2 separate regions of the Sus scrofa genome follow, and region 1 is linked to region 2. Evidence: chromatin contacts called from public HiChIP or PLAC-seq data. All regions are on one chromosome and are shown on one strand. The core of a region is the stretch at or near the end of the contact, and the rest is flanking DNA. Distances in the headings are between cores, read along the strand shown. Region 1 has its middle 15 kb from the start of SNX20. Region 2 has its middle 70 kb from the start of CYLD.

Region 1 (2,700 bases), core at 137-2,636, 140 kb before region 2:
CTGACAGAGAATGGATGTGTGTACATGGATAACGGAACCACTTTGTTGTACAGCAGAAAGGATCACAGGGTAAATCAACTATACTTCCATCAAACTTTTAAAAATGCAAAAAGAAGTAACTACAACAACAACAATTTTTTTTTTTTGAAAAGTGTATTTAGGAGTTCCCTGGCGGCCTAGTGGTTAAGGATTGGATGTTGTCACTGCTGTGGGCTCGGGTCACCGCTGTGGCGCAGGTTTGATCCCTGGCCTGGGAACTTCTGCATGCCATGGGTGTGGCCAAAATAAATAATTTTTGAAAATTTAAAAGTCTATTTAAAAATGTAAAAATCACAGAGTTCTATCATGGCTCATCGGGTTAAGGACACAGTGTAGGCGCCATAAGGATGCGGGTTGGATCCCCGGCCTTGCTCAGTGGGTTAAAGATCCAGCATTCCACAAGCTGGGCATAGGTAACAGGTGCGGCAGCATTTTTGTGGCTGTGGCATGGGCTGCAGCTGCAGCTCCCATTCAACCCCTAACCCAGGAACTTCCATATGCTGCCAGTGTGGCCCTACAAAGAAAAAACAAACAAAACAAGGAGTTCTCTTGTGGCACAGTGGATTAAGGACCCAGTGTTGTCACTGGAGCAGCTTGGGGTTGCTGCTGTGGCGTGGATTCGATCCCCGGCCTGGGAATTTCCATATGCCACAGGTGTGGCCAAAAAAATAAAAAAGCAGATTACAAAACAGTACATAAAGACGGATTTCTGGTGAAGGTTGGGCAAGTTCATTGTGGTCAGCACTGGGCGCCTCAGGAAAGGACAGGTGGGCAGGTGTTTTGCACACATCCTACAGACCAGGGCGTCACAGGAGCCGTGCGGCTTCACCTGGGGATCCGAGAAGGGGCAGGTGAGCCTGGCACAGCTTCAGCCATCTTGTCACCAGGAGGAGAGCTTGTCGAGAGAGAAGGCAAAGCCCAGGAAAGTAAAACCAAGAGAGAAAGCGAAAGTGAGTAGGACACTGGGTGTGGATGGTCTGAGGCTGTGGTTCCAACCTGGCTTGGAGCCATCTATTCCTGGACTTTTCAGGAAATAAATTCCTCCTTGTCAGCTTACCCTGACTTTCTGTCACTTGTAAACCCAAAGGGTCTGTGTGCCCTAAACACGAGCTCCCAGCTTATTCACCTTGCAAAGAGTCAGTTCCTGGAGACGAGCCACGGCACAGATGGGCTCACCAGGCGTCTTTCTGTTGGCACCTGGAGCACTTCCTCTCAGCGGGCACAGCCAGGTGGCACACCTCAGAAGGGATGCCTGGGGCCTGCCTGCCCCCTTCTCTGGGCCCAGGCCTGGGTCGAGGCTCCCCGGGGACAGAGGAAGTTCCTGCCTCAGGGCTGTGCTTCCGCTTTCCTTCTGCTTAAAAATTCTCCCCTCCCCACGCTGCCCTGGCCGCCTCCTCAGCCTCTCCTGTGACTCCATTAAACACCTCTTCCAAGAAGCCCTCCCTGACCATGCGGCTGAGGGAGACCCTTCTGTTCCTGCTTCAGTGTGCTCTGTGAGTGGTTCCCTTCTCACGTAGCAGCTTCATGAGGGCAGGGGCCCGATCTGTCCTGTTTACCACTGTGCCCCGAGCTCTATGCAGGGTCTGCCATAGCGTAGAAGTGTCATCCACTGCTGTTTGTTCAGAGATGAGTCATACACAGACAGATGGGTAAGGCTGGTGAGCAGCCCCAGTGCTGACCAGGTGGGTGGGGCTCGCCCAGATCTTCTTCCAGGGAGGGTATTTTCTTGCTCTTAACGGGGGACCCAGTGACACCAACTAGAGGACAGGTTCTGGCTCTGATGAAACCAGAACTTTCCCTCACTTGAGGGTCTTACCTGCTATCAGGGTGCAAAGCCCAGAGCTGGAGCCTGGGTACCACCTCCCAACTGGGGGTGGAAAGCCGAGGATGCCAACCAAAGCTGAAACCAGACCCACAGCTGAGGAGCTGGGCAGCAAGCAGGGCTGATCCGGGGTGCGGGGACGGGGCCAGGGCCAGGGGGCTAAAGAGAGGGAGCGAGACTCCAGCTGGTCTGGGATGATGCACATCTCAGACGGGTGATCCAGGCCATGTGGTCAGAGGCTGATTTCCCTTTGCAGTATTTGCCTTTCTTTCTGAGTAAATCGGTGAGAAGTCTTGGTGTGATGATCATGGGTCTCTAAGGCTTGTCTCTGTCTGTCTGTCTGTCTCTGTTTTTTTTTCAGGGCCGCAGTTTCGGCATATGGAGGTTCCCAGGCTAGGGGTCTAATTGGAGCTACAGCTGCCTTCCTACACCGCAGCCACAGCAATGCCAGATCCAAGCTGTGTTTGTGACCTACACCACAGCTCACAGCAATGCCAGATCACCGAGCAAGGCCAGGGATTGAACCCATGTCCTCATGGATACTAGTCAGATTTGTTTCCACTGAGCCATGACAGGAACTCCTCTCTTTCTTTCTTTCTTTCTTTAACCATACCTGAGGCATATAGTAGCTCATGGGCCAGTGATTGAACCCGCACCACAGCTTAACCAGAGCCACAGCAGTGGTAGTGTCCAATCCTTAACCTACTGACCCACCAGGGAACTCCCATCTCAGTCTCTCTCTCTCTCTCTGTTATTTGTTTTTTTTTTTTTTTCTTTTTAGAGCCACACCCTTGGCATATGAAGGTTCCCAGGCTAGGGGTCAAATTGGAGGTACAGCT
Region 2 (2,700 bases), core at 69-2,568:
AAAAGAAAGTGACTTTCCCTGAGAGGCCTCCTGAGTCCCCCTCTGCCATCCCACCCCACTTTGTGAGAAGCTTGAATGTGACCTCCAAGGTCAAATCTTGCACGTTCCATTTGATGGCAAGCAGGGTCTCACCAGGTTGCAGGATTCATGAGATCAGGTCTTGGGCCACGACGTGTAGCTTCTTACCTGTGCATCCTAAACGGCTGAGGACAGGCAAGCCTGCTCTGTGAGGTGTGCCCTGGTGGGGTTATGGTTTTGGAATCTACGTATTTGAAACAAGTGTGTGTTTTACCCTTTCTGGCCATCTTTGAACTTCAGACTCTGTTGTGCAGTCTATTTCCATGCTGTCGCCTGTGCGTTACCCCTGATGGCTGGCACGGGCTAGGCGGCAGCAGGATAGAAGGACTAAATGCATTTCAGATTCCCGGGCAGAGGTCACCTCCCCTGAGAGGCCCTCTCAGACCACATTAGCCAGTGGCGTGCTGGTCAATGTTAAATAGCAAACTCTCTGGGCAGGGGGATGCGGGGTGGGGGGAAGCCCTGATCTGTCTGTAGCATTTGCCAGTTTTGAGAGGTAAATACGCTCTCCATGGCCGATGGCAAGCTGCCAGTGTGACACCCCTGAAGGTGGCACCAGGAAGAGAGGCAGGTAGGATTGGCACAAGGGTATATCGCATTTCCCGGGAGTTCCCGCGGTGGCTCAGCGGAAACGAATCTGACCAGCGGGAATTTATATACATTCCCTTTCTTATATGATCTTTCATCATGGTCTCTCCCAAGAGACTGGCTAGAGTTTCCTGTGCTGTACAGTGGGGTCTCATTGCTTATCCATAAGCTTATATGATTAAACTTCCATAATGACTCATAACATTCCTGAAAATGGAACGGTTGCTGCTGGGAGCTGGCGGCATTTGCTTCAGCTCACCACGGCGTTAAATGCGCCCCCGGGCACTTTTTGGCCCTTTACCTTCTCCAGGGCATCTCCCAGGGCCCTAGTGGTTTATTGCCGACGCTACGAGAAGCAGGGACTCTTCACTAGTTCTTCAGGGCTCTTTCCTTAGCCCCTTGAATAAAGCCTGGCCCAAGTAGGTGCTCAACTCTTTGCGCAAAGAAGGAACCCCAGCCTTTTGCGCATAAGAATCCTCCCCATTCACTATTGTGGATGTGGCCAGAATTGGATCTCTGTCCCCACGTCTTCTGAGAAAAGACACGAGGTCCCAGCCTCTGCTTCCCCACATAATGCTTCCTCTCAGAAGTGGAGACATCGCGGAACGTCCCTCCGAAGGCTTTATGACAGGGAAGTGAAACCACGCATGCGTGTCAAGTGCTTCTCACAGCCTGGTACCCAGTAACCCCGCCGTAAAGGGCAGCCACTAGGAGCAGCAGCTGTAGTGGTAGCAGCAGAATCGTGCACTTAAGAGACAAAGTACAAATCTAACCCACACGTCTCTTTCCCCCTCTCTTCTCCCACCAGGATCGTATTTTCAGGACACATTCTCAAGTCTTTAGATGGCTTTTTAAGATTTGAATGTTCCTGTGCCTTGTCCTCCTGGCGCGGCACTGCCATCTTGTGGCCATAATAGGTTATGACCGTGTCCTAGATCTGAGCACCCAGATAGCTCTGCAGCCAGAGCCCAGGTTTGGAAAGCAGCAGGTGATTTCTGAATAGAACGGTGGCGATTGGTCAAAGCCGCACACCAGATTACCAATTCCATCCAGGAGGGTTTTAAGCTTCCTCTGTGTCACTTCAGGACAGCTGATTGTTGTTGGACGTTTCTGCTGGTGACTGTCCTCTCTCTGTTTCTGTCTTGCCCCCTCTCTGTCTCTCCATCTATCTTGAGCTTTCGGCCTCTTTTTTATAAATGGCATTTAAAAATGAGTGAGTGCCATCTGCTGGGCGAAGGCTGTAAGATCCGGTATGAGGGCTTTTCTCGGGACTCTGCAGAGAAATGAAGTACATACAAATCCTTAGCTTTATGGGAAGAAAGTAGGTAAATAATGGGATCCTGATGTCAAGCCCCTCAATCGGTGCACATTTCTCCCTTCATTAGAAACATCCTCCTCTGGGGAAATGGGGTGTGGGAAAAGACTGCCAGTGTGCGCCTAGTATCTACTGGACTAACTTTAGCGAATGTTGTTGGGGTCTCACTGCAAAAATCGACCACATTCTCATCAGAGTTTCCTAAAGCGTGATCTGCAGACAAGCTGCATTTGAGTCATCGAGGTCCTTAAGAATTAAGGCTCAGCGGCCCCACACAAAACCACAGCATCACGCTCTGAGCTCGGGGCCCTGGATTCTGCACTTTGAACACCTCCCCCCCCCACCCAGTGACTCCTGTACACACTCGTATGTGTTTAAGAACCATGACCCTAGACCCTGCCACTGCGGAAAAGACTTTGTCAGCAAAAGGCAGAAAGCATTTGCATGTGGGTTAAGGCTTGCAAAAACTCCGTTTTGTGCAAGTGGGAAAAGGAATCATTTACCAAGCCATAGCTGCCCCCTTCACTCCCTTTAGTGGTGTGGGGTAAGTGACCACGGACCCTAAGCCCAGGAGCAGCGCCTGGCACAGGTGCCCATGCTGATCACTGCTGCTGGATGTTACACTTCCCTGTCTCTCCACTCCACTTGGCAGGTGGGAAATGGCTGGTCCACACCCAGGCTGCCCTCTCAGCCGGTTCTGCCCCCACCCCCCTCCACCT

Evidence for each region. HiChIP or PLAC-seq counts read pairs in DNA pulled down with a chosen protein or histone mark.
Region 1: a contact with region 2 is called in an H3K27ac HiChIP or PLAC-seq map of alveolar macrophages. The contact joins two enhancer-like sites. A contact is called at or near these places in 16 of 47 Hi-C or Micro-C datasets (alveolar macrophages, blood, embryonic fibroblasts and 8 more) and 1 of 2 datasets of contacts at active chromatin or transcription factors (alveolar macrophages).

The regions. Positions count from the first base shown.
Region 1 is chr6:34,190,732-34,193,431 of Sscrofa11.1, reverse strand. No RefSeq gene overlaps it. Among named protein-coding and RNA genes, the nearest start is that of SNX20, 15 kb to the right of the region's middle. Within about 2 kb of position 1,386, at least 24 of the 83 cell types and tissues checked have an H3K27ac peak or open chromatin away from gene starts, as enhancers often do. A contact at or near this core is called in alveolar macrophages, where this site is marked.
Region 2 is chr6:34,050,784-34,053,483 of Sscrofa11.1, reverse strand. No RefSeq gene overlaps it. Among named protein-coding and RNA genes, the nearest start is that of CYLD, 70 kb to the left of the region's middle. Within about 2 kb of position 1,318, at least 20 of the 83 cell types and tissues checked have an H3K27ac peak or open chromatin away from gene starts, as enhancers often do. A contact at or near this core is called in alveolar macrophages, where this site is marked.